2 separate regions of the Cricetulus griseus genome follow, and region 1 is linked to region 2. Evidence: chromatin contacts called from public Hi-C data. All regions are on one chromosome and are shown on one strand. Each heading gives the region's core, a stretch centred on a gene start, on an enhancer-like site or on the middle of the called end of the contact. The rest is flanking DNA. Distances are from core to core; before and after follow the strand shown.

The links. Hi-C and Micro-C count contacts between places; a contact is called where the count stands out from the background.
Region 1: a contact with region 2 is called in a Hi-C map of the CHO-K1 cell line, with 4 times the contacts expected there. The contact joins two enhancer-like sites. A contact is called at or near these places in 4 of 8 Hi-C or Micro-C datasets (the CHK-Q cell line, the CHL-YN cell line, the CHO-K1 cell line and 1 more).

What each region holds. Positions count from the first base shown.
Region 1 is chr5:86,771,878-86,778,740 of CriGri-PICRH-1.0, reverse strand. All of the region lies in intron 3 of Camkmt (calmodulin-lysine N-methyltransferase), which reads right to left. Among named protein-coding and RNA genes, the nearest start is that of Camkmt, 91 kb to the right of the region's middle. Within about 2 kb of position 1,255, at least 1 of the 6 cell types and tissues checked has open chromatin away from gene starts, as enhancers often do. A contact at or near this core is called in the CHO-K1 cell line, where this site is marked.
Region 2 is chr5:86,706,035-86,712,864 of CriGri-PICRH-1.0, reverse strand. All of the region lies in intron 3 of Camkmt (calmodulin-lysine N-methyltransferase), which reads right to left. Among named protein-coding and RNA genes, the nearest start is that of Camkmt, 25 kb to the right of the region's middle. Within about 2 kb of position 4,979, at least 1 of the 6 cell types and tissues checked has open chromatin away from gene starts, as enhancers often do. A contact at or near this core is called in the CHO-K1 cell line, where this site is marked.

The sequences.
Region 1 (6,863 bases), core at 6-2,505, 70 kb before region 2:
CCTGAATGTGTAAGCACTTTTCTTAACAGCAGGTGGCCTCACTTTGGCTACAGATTTACCTCAAAGACGCTGGTTTAAAAGCTTTTTCGTGTTTTGTAAAATAAACTCCAACTTCTGCTTAAATCTAGTTGCTAGGTGATTTGTGATAGAAAAAAAAAAAACTCCTTGAACTCTGCAAAATTCATGAACATAAACACTTTCACAAAATCTATCCCAAGTTGTTAATCTGATCTCACTCAGAGCCATTCTGCACCAACCCGACCACAAAAGACATATGTATTCTGCTGAGACTCACCACACCAGGGTGGGGCAAGGGGCAATACTTAGGGAAGTGTGTTTATTGGGTGTAAAAATGCCAGTTATCACAATTAATCCCTTTTTCTAGAATTTATCTTTCTGTGATAGCAAAGATAGAATTGACCTTTTCATGAGGCTTCCTTAGGTAACATATTTATTATCTATGCATATATATAGAGAGATAGATAGATCATATATATGTTACACACACACATACACACACACACACACACACACACACACACACACACACACACACACGTATTACTACAAGGAACCATAAACTCAAACCTTTAATGGCAGCAATACATGTTGAAGATGCCAGAAGGATTTTCTTAAAAAAGAAAAGCAGTTTATTTCCTTATCTTTTCATTGTAACCACCAAATGATACTGTCCCTTTGTCTCCTGTATCTATTAAAACATATTAAAACAGCCAACCGTTTTGCAATTGTCAAAGTTATAAAGCATTTTAGATGTTAGCCATGCATTGCTGCAAATAAGGACAGAAACAAAGGGTTTTACCATCTCCAGAGGACAACATAATAAAGCCTATAAACAAAGTGGAAGCCCTTGTAACAGGCAGCCATTTAGTCCAAATCAGAAATAAATACTGTCTGATGTGCAGTTATGAACACACCATCCACACTGAATCCTAAACCACTACCCATAACTATAGCCAATGGCAAAAGCAAGTAAACAGGCAAATAACACACACACACACACACACACACACACACACACACACACACACACACCTAGGACGGAACAAGGAAAGAAAATAATAGCCCATCCTAATTATGAAAAGGCAAAAGCAATTATCCTGAAATGTTCACTATTCCTGAAATATCAGGTGAAGACTGAAGGTTTTGCTGGAGATGATGGCTTACGTCTATAATATCAGCATTCAGAGGAGGGTGAGGCAGGAAGAGAGCTGTGGGTTTGAGGCCAGCAGGGTTACACAGTCAGTTATAAGCTAGCCAGGGATAATGTATGAGTCACTGTTTTGGTGAGGGTGGGGATGAAAGATTTAGCCAACAATCTAAATGCTTATTGTCTTTCTCTAGAAGGAATTCAGGGTATGTTTTCTCAAGTGGTATTCAAATCTCTGAGAAACCAAAGGTTTCTAGAAAATATTTAACCACAGTTTTTTTTTATTTTATTTTACATGTTAAATCCATTGTGTACACATGTATACTTTCAAAGCCACTAACACTGAAATAAGTTGCTGCTGCAACCTTGTATAGGTTGTTTGTTATCAAGGATCGTGTATGGAGGAAATACCATTGGGCCTTATGTGTGAGGTAACTGTTGTGACCAGGCTTAGCCCACACCTCATACATCAAGATGATGATAATGTTTACATCTATCATCTTAAATTTTTGTCTGGCCCAGCACCATCTTCAAGTGACTATTCTGTACGCTAGTGGACTTTAAATGCTTTTTATTGTTAAGAGATGGCAGCTAGGAGCCCGCATGGCTCAGTGGTTAAAGGAGCTCACTGCCAAATCTGTCTGCCTGAGTTCATTACCCAGAATCCACAAGGTAAAGGGAGGGAACCAAGCCCTGCACGTTGTCTTCTGACTTCCACATGTGTGCCGTGGCATGCACACATGCCCAGCAATAATTAATCAATCAATTAATTAATTGATTAATTAAAGGCAGCTGGGCAAGGTAGAGGCCAAATGTGCTCAACCAGAAATCCAACTGCTCCTGGAACACCAGACCTTCTGCTTGCATCTCTGCCTATGCACTTTTATACTTCCCCAGTTACCTATACAAGTTATTTCTTTTTCCCTCCATTTTTTATTAATTTATTTTTTGCATTCCAATCCCAGTTCCCAATCCTTCCATTCGCCCCACCTCTCATTTGTTCCCCTAGAGAGGGTAAGGCCTCCCCTAGGAAGTCTACTAAGTTTGTCCCATCATCTTGTTGAGACAGGACCAAGGCACCTCTCCACCCCCACACCCCCGTGTCTAGGCTGGGCAAGGTATCTCTCCATATAGAATGGGCTCCACTAAGTCAGTTTGGGCATTAGTGTTAGATCTTGGACCCACTGCTAGTGGCCTCATATATTGTCCCAGTCACACCATTGTCACTTATATTAAAGGAGTCTTATGCAGGTTCCCCATTTGTCAGAGCTGAGTCAGTGTATACAAGTTATTTCTAGATGGTTCACTGGATCATTGAAGTTCAGGGGTTTCAGCCTTAAATTATTTCCAAACCAAAGTGAAGAAATACAATGTTAAAAATTTTAGCAACAGGACTAAGAGTAGTTATTTGATGTGGATTTGTTTAAGCGGAGTCACTGTACTGACACTGATGCAATGCTGGGTGTCACCAAACTTCACGGTAGCTTCATGGGATTGCCTGTGCTCAGCTAGATCAAATCTTAAGGCTACTATTAATAATCGCATTACAGCAGACTGGACTTTCCTTAAGTATTTTGATAGGATTGTGATTTGACAGACAGAATGAACAATATACTTCTATGTTTTTTGGTTTTTGGTTTGTTTTTTTTTTCATGTTTTGCTTCTCTTACCTTCTCTATACACTCACTGTAATGATTTCTTGGAGTCTCTGACTTAGGCTACCTTTTATATAACTGCACATAAAAATGTGCTCTTGTTGCTTCCAGGAGTTGGTCTCTTGGACCATAATCACTACACTGCTATTAGTACCCATCCTACGTCACATGCTAGGTGCTTTCTGTTCATGAACATTGGTCTTTTATTCACTGTTCGAAGCATTACCTCCATTTTTGCAGATGGAGGAGAAAAGTCAGGGAAATTACATGTCTTTCCAAAGCCACCAGTTCTGCAGATTACAAATTGAGATCTTGGTAATCAAGCCTGGAAATAATCTAATTTAAAAGAAAATATTGCATCAGTGAGAGGGCTCAGTGGGAGAAGGTGCCTGCTGCCACGCCAGGTGACCTCAGTTCAATCCCTGGGACTCCTAGTAGGAAAAAGAGCCAATTCCCTCAAGAAACCCTTGGACTTTCACGAACCTTCCGTGGCACATTGCAACACACACACACACACACACACACACACACACACACACACACTCACAAATAAATAAACAAACAAACAAATACATAAATAAATGTTTTTGAAAGTCAAAGTCATTGGAGAACTGCTACAAGGAACACATGTTTTCGAGCATCTTTTCACAAAATAATTTATTTTTTAAATTAAGTTACCCAAATTCTTTAAAATGGACTGGGTGCTTTTAAAACCTGAATGAAACATGATTTAACATTTCATTTATAGTCTTTGTATACATTCATATTATCATAATAAAATGAACATATTTCACAGCAAGAAAGAGATCCAGCAGCTAGGAAATATAAATAGTTGATCTACAAAATCATTACATATCCCATTTTAAGAACATATTACAATATGCAAACCTGTAGAGCGACCCCATGTTGATAATGAGTGGGATCATTTGAATTTGCAATATTCTTGATCTTTATAGAATTAATAATCTTCTACTTAATTTTTTTTCAACAGCACACTTTTACGACTTTTGTAGTGTCTTCATTTTGAAAGCACTTAGAATAAACAGTTTAAAAACTGTAATTTTCTATGTAGGTGCAGTATTAAATTGCAATATCGACTCAAGCACTGAAGAACTACAGTGCTACCCTGAGGACAAAAGGCATCTTAGGTGTCTTAAATATATTATGAAGAAGTCTTTTCTTTAAATCATCAACCAAGGTAACACCATTCTTTTCTTTTAAATAGTCAGTCAGTCTTGTTTCACATCAAAACCAAAAGCAATAACATTGCAAGTACTACATGCTGTAGAATAATAAGAAACAAAAGAAAGGTTTCAAAGGACATGCTAGCTTTGATTTGAAGGGACACACAGGAAAATAAGCAGGTAGGTCTCTAATGACAGTCATACATTATCTTTCTCCAGAACACTCCTAAATGAAGAGCCAATGAAATCAGACATTGGGTTTTTTTTTTGTTTTTTTTTTTTTAATGGAGTTCCCTTTTATAATGGTATCTGGCTGTTCTCTTCTTTGGGGGAAGCATGCCTGTAATATATGCTGTCACTAGTTTTGCTTTGGGTATACCAGTTGTTCCTTTCAAATTTCTACCTTCTCTTACCTATATGTAAAAAATACTTTTTCAAATAAGGCCCACTCTGTACTTTTTTCCTCAGGATGATATCTTACAATATTTACTAAGCTTTATCTTTTAAGTTTTCATTTACTTTAAAAATTTAAATAATGTATTAATAAGATTTATTAACTGTTCAAGTGAATACAAAATGAAAGTGTTAAGCTAATGCCTCACGCTTTAAAATGGTTGCATTTTTTGCTCAACTATAGTATTTCAGTAAATTCTAAAACCAAGTTTATTAAAATCACAATTATATATTCCTGAAGTGAATCTATCATCCTACTTCAGGTCTTTTTATTTATTTAAATATTTTTAAATATTTAAACTAGTATTCACGGTATTAGGTTTCATTACACAGTCCCCCAAAAAATATATTCTGGTTGGTTCTCCTCCTTCCTCTTCTCCATCCCCCAGCCCCTTGAACCCTTGCAAAGACCACAGTCCTCCCTGGGCCCCAGGACCTTCCTTCTGTTTGTGTGTTTATACATCCTGTTGTCCTTCTTCACTTCCTCGGCGCCTCTTTGTCCTCTATGTTGACCTCCCTTCTTTTAATTTTATACTCAAGGCTTTTCCTATTATTCTTGTGCCTAGCCAGTCTTTTCATGTGGGATAGCATAAGCATGGCTTGTATGTAATCAGGCACTGGATAAGGAAGAGTTATTGGTGTGAGGCCCTTACACTTTAGGAGAATAGGGTGCAAACAGAAAGGCACTTTACTGCAGTGTGGGTGTGAGTGACAGATACTGACCAGTGCTTCCCCTGCAGTGTGGGTGTGATTGACAGATACTGACCAGTACCTCCACTGCAGTGTGGGTGTGAGTGACAGATACTGACCAGTGCTTCCCCTGCAGTGTGGGTATGAGTGACAGATACTGACCAGTGCTTCCCCTGCAGTATGGGTGTCAGTTGACAGATACTGACCAATACCTCCACTGCAGTGTGGGTGTGAGTGACAGATACTGACCAGTGCTTCCCCTACAGTGTGGGTGTGAGTGACAGATACTGACCAATGCTTCCCCTACAGTGTGGGTGTGAGTGACAGATACTGACCAGTGCTTCCCCTGCAGTGTGGGTGTGAGTGACAGATACTGACCAATGCTTCCCCTGCAGTGTGGGTGTGAGTGACAGATACTGACCAAGGCTTCCCCTGCAGTGTGGGTGTGTGTGACAGATACTAACCAAGGCTTCCCCTGCAGTGTGGGTGTGAGTGACAGATACTGACCAGTGCTTCCCCTGCAGTGTGGGTGTGAGTGACAGATACTGACCAATGCTTCCCCTGCAGTGTGGGTGTGAGTGACAGATACTAACCACGGCTTCCCCTGCAGTGTGGGTGTGAGTGACAGATACTGACCAGTGCTTCCCCTGCAGTGTGGGTGTGAGTGACAGATACTGACCAGTGCTTCCCCTACAGTGTGGGTGTGAGTGACAGATACTGACCAGTACCTCCACTGCAGTGTGGGTATGAGTGACAGATACTGACCAATGTTGTTTGGACTTAGAGGCTAAGAACTTGATCCAGCATGGGGTTGGGGGGGGTGACGTGGTGGTTTAAATAAAAAATGTCTCATAGGCTCACAGGGAGGGCATTATTAGAAGGTGTGGCCTTGTTAGAGCAGGTGTGGCTTTGTAGGGGGGCAAGCTTTAAGGTCTCATATGTTCAAGCCAGGTCTAGTGTGACATTCACTTCCTGCTTCCTGCTGATCAGAATGTACAACTCTCAGCTCCTTCTCCAGCACCATGTCTGCCTGCATGCTGCCATGCTCTCCACCATGCTGATAATGGATTGAACCTCTGAACTGTAAGCCATCCCCAATTAAATGTTTTCCTCCATAAGAGTTGCTGTGACCATGGTGTCTCTTCACAACAATAGAAGCCCTGCAACAAGACAAACACCAAAACAGTTGTTTGCAGAAGCTGAATGAGAAAGAAAGCAGTCCCTGCTTCAGAGAGCTGAGGCCTATTTAGGTTGACAAACACATGGGAATTAAATAGCAACAATGACTTCCCCTTTGGCCTGGTTGCATATTCTTTGAAGAAAGTACTGGAGCATGTGACTAGTTGTGTGTGTGTGTGTGTGTGTGTGTGTGTGTGTGTGTGTGTGTGTGTGTGTGTGTGTGTGTGTGTGTGTGTGTGTGTGTGTGTCTGTGTGTGTCTGTGTGTGTCTGTGTATGTTCCACCTTCTCTCCCTCCCCCTGAGTTTTCTCTTAAAGCCAGGGGCTCATCAGAACTCTAAAGCTCTGTGATATTTTCTTGCTCATCTGTACCATGCGTTTGGGAGGAGGGCTCCCCACTGGACCCTTACCTCTTCTGCAGCTTGTGCTGCAAGAAGTGGCATAGGCTGTGCTGGGACTCACCGAGCTGCTGTGGGACAGCGCTGCCTGGATGGGACATGGGTAATCTCTAAGGACTCCCCAAGGATAGAAGTTTC
Region 2 (6,830 bases), core at 3,730-6,229:
ACTACACTGCCAACAGTGTTCAGAACACCAGGAAGGAGACTACCAGGTCCCACAGGAGAATTAATGGGTTTCATTTAAAACAAAAGGCGGGAAAGAGAAAGATTAAAATAGCATTCAGCTTATTAATTTCTAGAAAATATGGTGAATTGTTGTACAGTTCTGAAGAGGAAGTCATTGAAAATTCGATCATTTTATATCCAACCAAAATATCATCAAGCCTCAAAAAAAAAAAAACTGCCTCCCCTGCTTTCTCACAAAGCTGCTGAAATGTGTAAATGCACAAGATGACAGAGTAAACATAAGAGGATAATTCATGATTATTACCCAACAAGAAAGAAATGTAATGAATCCTGAGAAGACAGTAAAGGAATTCAAGACAAAAGGTTTACAGCAGACTTAGAGACCATTGTCCAATGGCTCCAAGAAAAACTTCAGAACTGATGGTGAGATTAATGCTCTACGTGGAGCTATTTTAATGGAAAATGTATTAGGCATCAAAAACATACAAATAAGATCATGCCCTATGATAATATATGCATGTCATTTAAGTTCTTACTGTCTGTCATTAGAGTAAATTAAACCATTTGGCCAGTATTGGTAGGGTGAACTCTTCACTGATGAAGCAATGTGATTATTTTACATTGTTTTTTTAAAAGATGTTTGCTGGTGAGATTAAAAACATAGTTCACAGAAATCATCCAAGTACCTGGATGTACCAAACACTGAAACTGATCCAGATATTAACACAGTAGTTTCTTCAACATATGTAGAAAGAATGTTTTATTCCTTTGTAGAAGTTCAGTCAAAGTTGAGAGGTCATTTGAGAATTGAAAATGCAGGACAGCACATAAGAGGTACTTAACAAACATTTGTTGAGATTGCTCTTTCTTTTCCAATCTATAAATAAGATAAGAAAAGGTAAGTGAAGATCAAGTTAACTATTTGATCAGGTATATATGAAATATTTATATATGCATATTCACATATATGTAGACATGCACACACATATACTCACCAATACTTAAATTTTCTTTTGTTGTTCTTCTGTGGTTCTATGTTACTTTTCAATTTTATTTTAAAAATATATTTCACAAATTTAGCTCAACCAAACAAGTCTTAAAACACATGTTTTCTTTAACATACTTGGCTGTTGAGAAGTATTTATAAGAATATTAGCTTAGATTTATATTAAATAGAATAATATAAATATTTGCTGGTAGTGCTTACTATTTTCAGATGATTTTGGAGAAATATTTTCAAAAGGATTAGGTATTAACCTGCTGAGTTTTAAAGGTATCACCAAAATTACTTGCAAATATTTTATTTCATTGACGTTAATAAGTAAAATAATTAATGAAAGTTACTACTCTTAGGAAGATAATTAAGTAAGCTGAAAAGTACACAAAATAAATGTGTCTTAAATGCTTCCAAATCTACAAAGGATAATGTGGTTGTAAACGCAAATGTCCACTGGTTAGGGGAAGAGTAAAATCAAAACCGTGGTCTCTCCAGTGAGTGTCATGTATGTGAGCTCAGACTCAGTGACACTGGATTATATGCTCTCTCCAAAAAAAAATCCTGGAAACCTACAGCATATGAATTCTCCCTACTTTAACATGTTGGTTATAATTCTTTGATTATTGATTTAGTTATACAAAAGTATTTATATATTCTAAATTCAGTTTCTATTCATTTAGGGGACTATACTGTATTTTCTATAAAATTTAGACCTAAGTGCTGGGCGTTGGTGGCGCACGCCTTTAATCCCAGCACTCAGGAGGCAGAGGCAGGTGGATCTCTGTGAGTTCGAGACCAGCCTGGTCTACAAGAGCTAGTTCCAGGATAGCTTCCAAAAGCCACAGAAAAACCCTGTCTCGAAAAAACCAATAAAAAAAAATTTAGACCTAAACATACCTATTATATAGAAGAATAAATCAAATACAAAAAGAATGTACAGGATGAATGGATTTATTTAAATATGACTAGAGATTTAGACAAACCAATAAATACTAAATACCCCTTGGGCCAGATCCTAGTCAAAGTACTACAGTGAGATAAAGAGGTATTCCTAGATATACATAATAAATTCAATCTAATGTTTCTTCCCCTGGCTTCTAAGCACACACAGAAAATTAACCATCCAACATGGGCCCTCTTTAGAAGGAAAAGAGGGAGCTCATGGACCCCAGACTGATAGCTGGGAAACCAGCATAGGACCAACCCAGACCCCCTGAACGTGGGTATCAGTTAGAAGGCCTGGTCAGTCTATGGGGCCTCTGGTAGTGGATCAGTAATTTTCCCTAGTATATGAATGGACTTTGGAAGCCCACTCCACATAGAGGGATATTCTCTCAGCCTAGACACACAGGGGAGGGCCTAGGCCCTGCTCCAAATGATATGACAGACGTTGAAGATCCCCCATGGAAGGCCTCACCCTCCCTGGGGAGCAGAAAAGGGATGGGATAGGGGCTTGGTGGGGGCAGGGGAGGAGGGGAGGGAGAGGAAACTGGGATTTACTTATAAAACAATACTGTTTCTAATTTAAATAAAAAAGGAAGAAAAAAAGGAGGCACTGCTAATATACTGAGCACAATTACAACACTGATAGATGAACATGGCTGTGTGATCAGCCTTCTCTGTCCTCCTCACTCCAGTCAGTCCACCCCAGGCTCCACATCCTCCGTGACAGCTTCCCTTGGCAGGTTTGTCCCATGTTTTACAGTAGAAAATCAGAGGGAAAAGCAAGTGAAATGGAAGAACTGGAATTGTCGAGGCTTCTCTGTGTGGTCACTGTATATTTAGTAAGCACAGATAGCAATGGCAGCAATATGGGATGGCAGGAGGCAGAAGACAAAAAGAGAACTTGTCATGGCCTTTGTGCTACCTAATAAAGAAAAGTAAAATCCACAAGTTCCTTGACAATCTCTTCACTGAACCGACACCCTCTGCGATCAAACTACAGGCTTTACAAACACTGCATAACCTCCCTGCAATCAAGGAGGCTGAATTTTATTTTTGGAGAAAAATAAAAACTATATATAGCTTACAAATACAGTACATAGGTGAGTTCTAAATTGCAAATTACAAATCTGTAGGATATAAAAACAGGAAGCTCAAAATGAGTAATATGAATCAAGGCCTTCCTTCTCTCTATACACTTCTCATTATTCTAATTTCTCTTTTAAAGGAAATTTTGCATTTCTTAGTTGTATACATAATGACTATCCACCAACCCTGCAGTATGTTCTAAAAAAAATATTCAAATAAAAACAACAAAGTTCAAGATTAAGCAAAATACCATCGGTCTCTGTTCTGAGTCTGAGTTTCATGACACCTTCCAGTCAAAAATTAAGTCATGGCAACTGTCAGAGATTCCGAGAAATGGCAATGACACAAAAACCTGGCCTTCAACCTCCTAGAAGGACAAAGGCTTCCAATACATCATGTATTTACTGCCTACAGGGGTCATTCCAACTACTCCAGCATACTCAGACAAACAGATGAGGATGAGCATTCGGACCGTCTACAATATGCATAATTCATCCACATTTTCAGACTCATGCACAGACAGGATGATTTGAATCTGTTCTTCATTCCTTCCCACCTCCCCAGGACCCAACTCAAATATTCAGATTAAAGGTTGGGAGTGGAGGGGAGAAAGTGAGGCACATATAACACAAACAATCAATGCATTCAACCATTAACTGCTCTCTTCACATCAAGAATTCATAACACAGTACAATGCATCCGGACCATACAAATGTCCATATATCTACAACAATGCTCTGTGCAAAGGCTGACCGTGACCAAAATAACTTTGCTGAAGACATGGGTATTCTTTCAGTTGAGCTGTCTGTGTGCTGCTTATGTATACATTTGAAAATATCACTATGGTCCTAGGCTTGAGGAATGCCTTGGAGGAAAGGCGATGTCAGACCACAAATCACCATCACTGTTGTGTTATGATCACAAGGAGCAGCACTTCTCAGGAAAAAGAATTAGATAAAACAAAGGGGACATCTGGGTGAAGACTGTTCAAAGAAACGGCACACTCTTTCCTTACTGGCCTCACTCCCAAAATCCCCTTTCCATTAGAATGTCAACTACATCTCAGAAACCCCGGAGAGCCTATTTTCCAGTGACCTTTAGCCAGGCTCCTGGGAGACAATCCAACCCCTCACATGCTTTTCCCTTGGCCAAAGTTATTTTTTATCTCTCAAGTTAGCACTTGTGGTTTTCAGTTCTCTCGGTGAACTTTAAAATCCATTTCTCACCATTGAGGGAGATGAAACCTTCAAGGAATACAGTAGACGGGTTCTAAATTCCTGGGTGGTCACTCACTAAACCTTTAAGCAACTGGCCTTATTCTATGTACCTCCCCCCACCCCTTAAGAAATTAAGTTTATCCATTGGGGTAATATTTACAAAGGAGCTGATAAACACCATGTGGGAATAAAAAAATTCAAAGGATGCTGTTTAAAAGAAGAGGAAGAAAGGAATACTATTCAGCATTTGCTGGGGAGAGTGTGACCCGCCTGGCATATCCTGACACGGAGCATGATGGACACTTAAAGCAGACATACGACAGTCACAGGTGACCTTTCCAGGCCCGACACACTGATGACAGCACATCCAGGCTTCACTGCAGTCGGTTCCATTTTCAAAGAGGAACCTACCAGCTCCTTGTCTCAAATGAAAATGTAAAAACTACGTTTTAAAGAGACATCTAAATTCTTCCAACTCCCTGGCATTTCAAATGAAAATGTACGACATGCATTTGAAAAGAGACATCTTCTAAATGTTCCTTGCCGGGTGACTCCTAATATCACATGTGAAGCCTTCTGCATGGCTTGGGCTGTATTTACCCAACACTGAGCCCCACCCCACCCCCCAAAAAAAAGCATGCTCCCCCAACTATTGTACTGGGAGCCGGATGGTGAAACACCCACCCCACCTAGTGCAACCTAATCTTTTCTAATGGCATGCAACCAAAGACTATATGAATCATGATTCTTAAAAGGGCCAGGAGCCAAGACTGGTGCCACTACTGCATACCACCGGCTTCCCTTTGAAGTCCTTCACATTTCACGGCTGCTGCCTACCCATACATCCTAAACAGAGAAAATTTTAAGGATTCATTTTCCAAAAGAATTTGCAAAGTTTGCCCCAAACTCATCACTGATTGACTATAATCCTTAATGCTCCCCAGCCCTAATGTAAGGATATTTGATTCATTTGATTTTTTAGTTCTTGAAAATGTATTGGGTGACACTGGCATCTGACACACTGTGAGTCCCTCAGAAAGAAGCACTATTGAACAACAAAGAACTTTCTGGTTTTTCGACTGGTAAAATGCATTGTTTTATTATTCCTTAACAATTTGAGATTTGTATCACAGCTTTCAAAGATAAATTCTCCACTTGGAAGATAGAGAATACTTTTTAAAATTAATTTATTTTTATTTTATGTGCACTGGCATTTTGCCATGGATGTCCGGGTCCCCTGGAACTGAAGTTACAGACAGTTGCGAGCTGCCATGTGGGTGCTGGGAATTGAACCGGTCCTCTAGAAGAGCAATCAGTGCTCTTAATCTCTGGGCCATCTCTTCAACCCCATAAAGAATACTTTTAAAAATGAAAGCAATGTTTTTTCATAGTTGTAAAAGTAATATATAGCATAAAATTCTAACAATCCTGGAAAGTATAATGAAGAAAATGCACATTACTCAAAATCCCAGCAAAGCACTGAGCACTGAAACACAGCTCCATACGTCATCATGGTTGTTCACACACTTTGCAGGTGTAGGTATTTTACAGAAATAAGGCCACATTTGGGCTAGGAGATGCCTCCCAAGCATGAGAACATGAGCTTGACTACAGAACCCACATTAAAATGGCAGGAGTGGTGGTCCATATTTATGATCTTACCACTGAAGAGGAGACAGGAGGCTCACTCCCTAACCGGCTAGTCTAGTCTAACTGGTGAGCTCCGAGCCAATGAGAGACACTGTCTCAGAAGAGGTGGATGGTTTTCCTGAGGGTGAGGATGACATCCAAAATTAGTCCTCTGTCTTTCTCTGCTTGCTTTGTCTCTCTCCCTGTCTGTCTCTCTGTTTGTCTCTGTCTCCCTGTCTCTCTCTTACTCTCCCCCCCACGCCAGTGCGTGTGTACCCAAACACACAAACTGCACACACACACACATATAAGTAAATAAATAAACCACATTTAATGTATTGATTTTTTTTTAAAGTTCTACTTATTTTTATGACTGTTTTGTCTGAACACCAGAAGAGGGCATCAAATTCCATGGGACTATAGTTAAAGACAGTGTGAGCTGTCATGTGGGTGCTGGGAATTGCACTCAGGACCTCTGGAAGAGCAGACAGTGCTCTTAACTGCTGAGCCATCTCCCCAGCCTCCACTGTACTGAATTTTAACTCAACATAGTTTACAGATAGTCCATAGCTATATAGTACCTAAAATTAGATATCTACATTCATTGTGCTGCAGTGTGTCCTTTTACTTACAGCTTTATGTGGTAGTTTCGTTATTTTTCAGAAAGGAAATAGTGAAAAACTAGATATATAAATTGCTAAACTGCCAGACTGCTTCTGTAACGGCAAACCATTGCTTGCTGGTTTGCAGCTGGCCTTTGTTCTGCTGCAGACCCTGACAACACTCTCTAGAGAATACCTTTTGTCAACATATACGCCATGCCAGCATCAACATATATGCCACTGGCCAGCATATACTGATGCCAGCACATCATTTGCATTCCAACTTCTCAATGCTGCCCCCTGCCCCAGGACAGGGTTTCCCTGTGTACCCCTG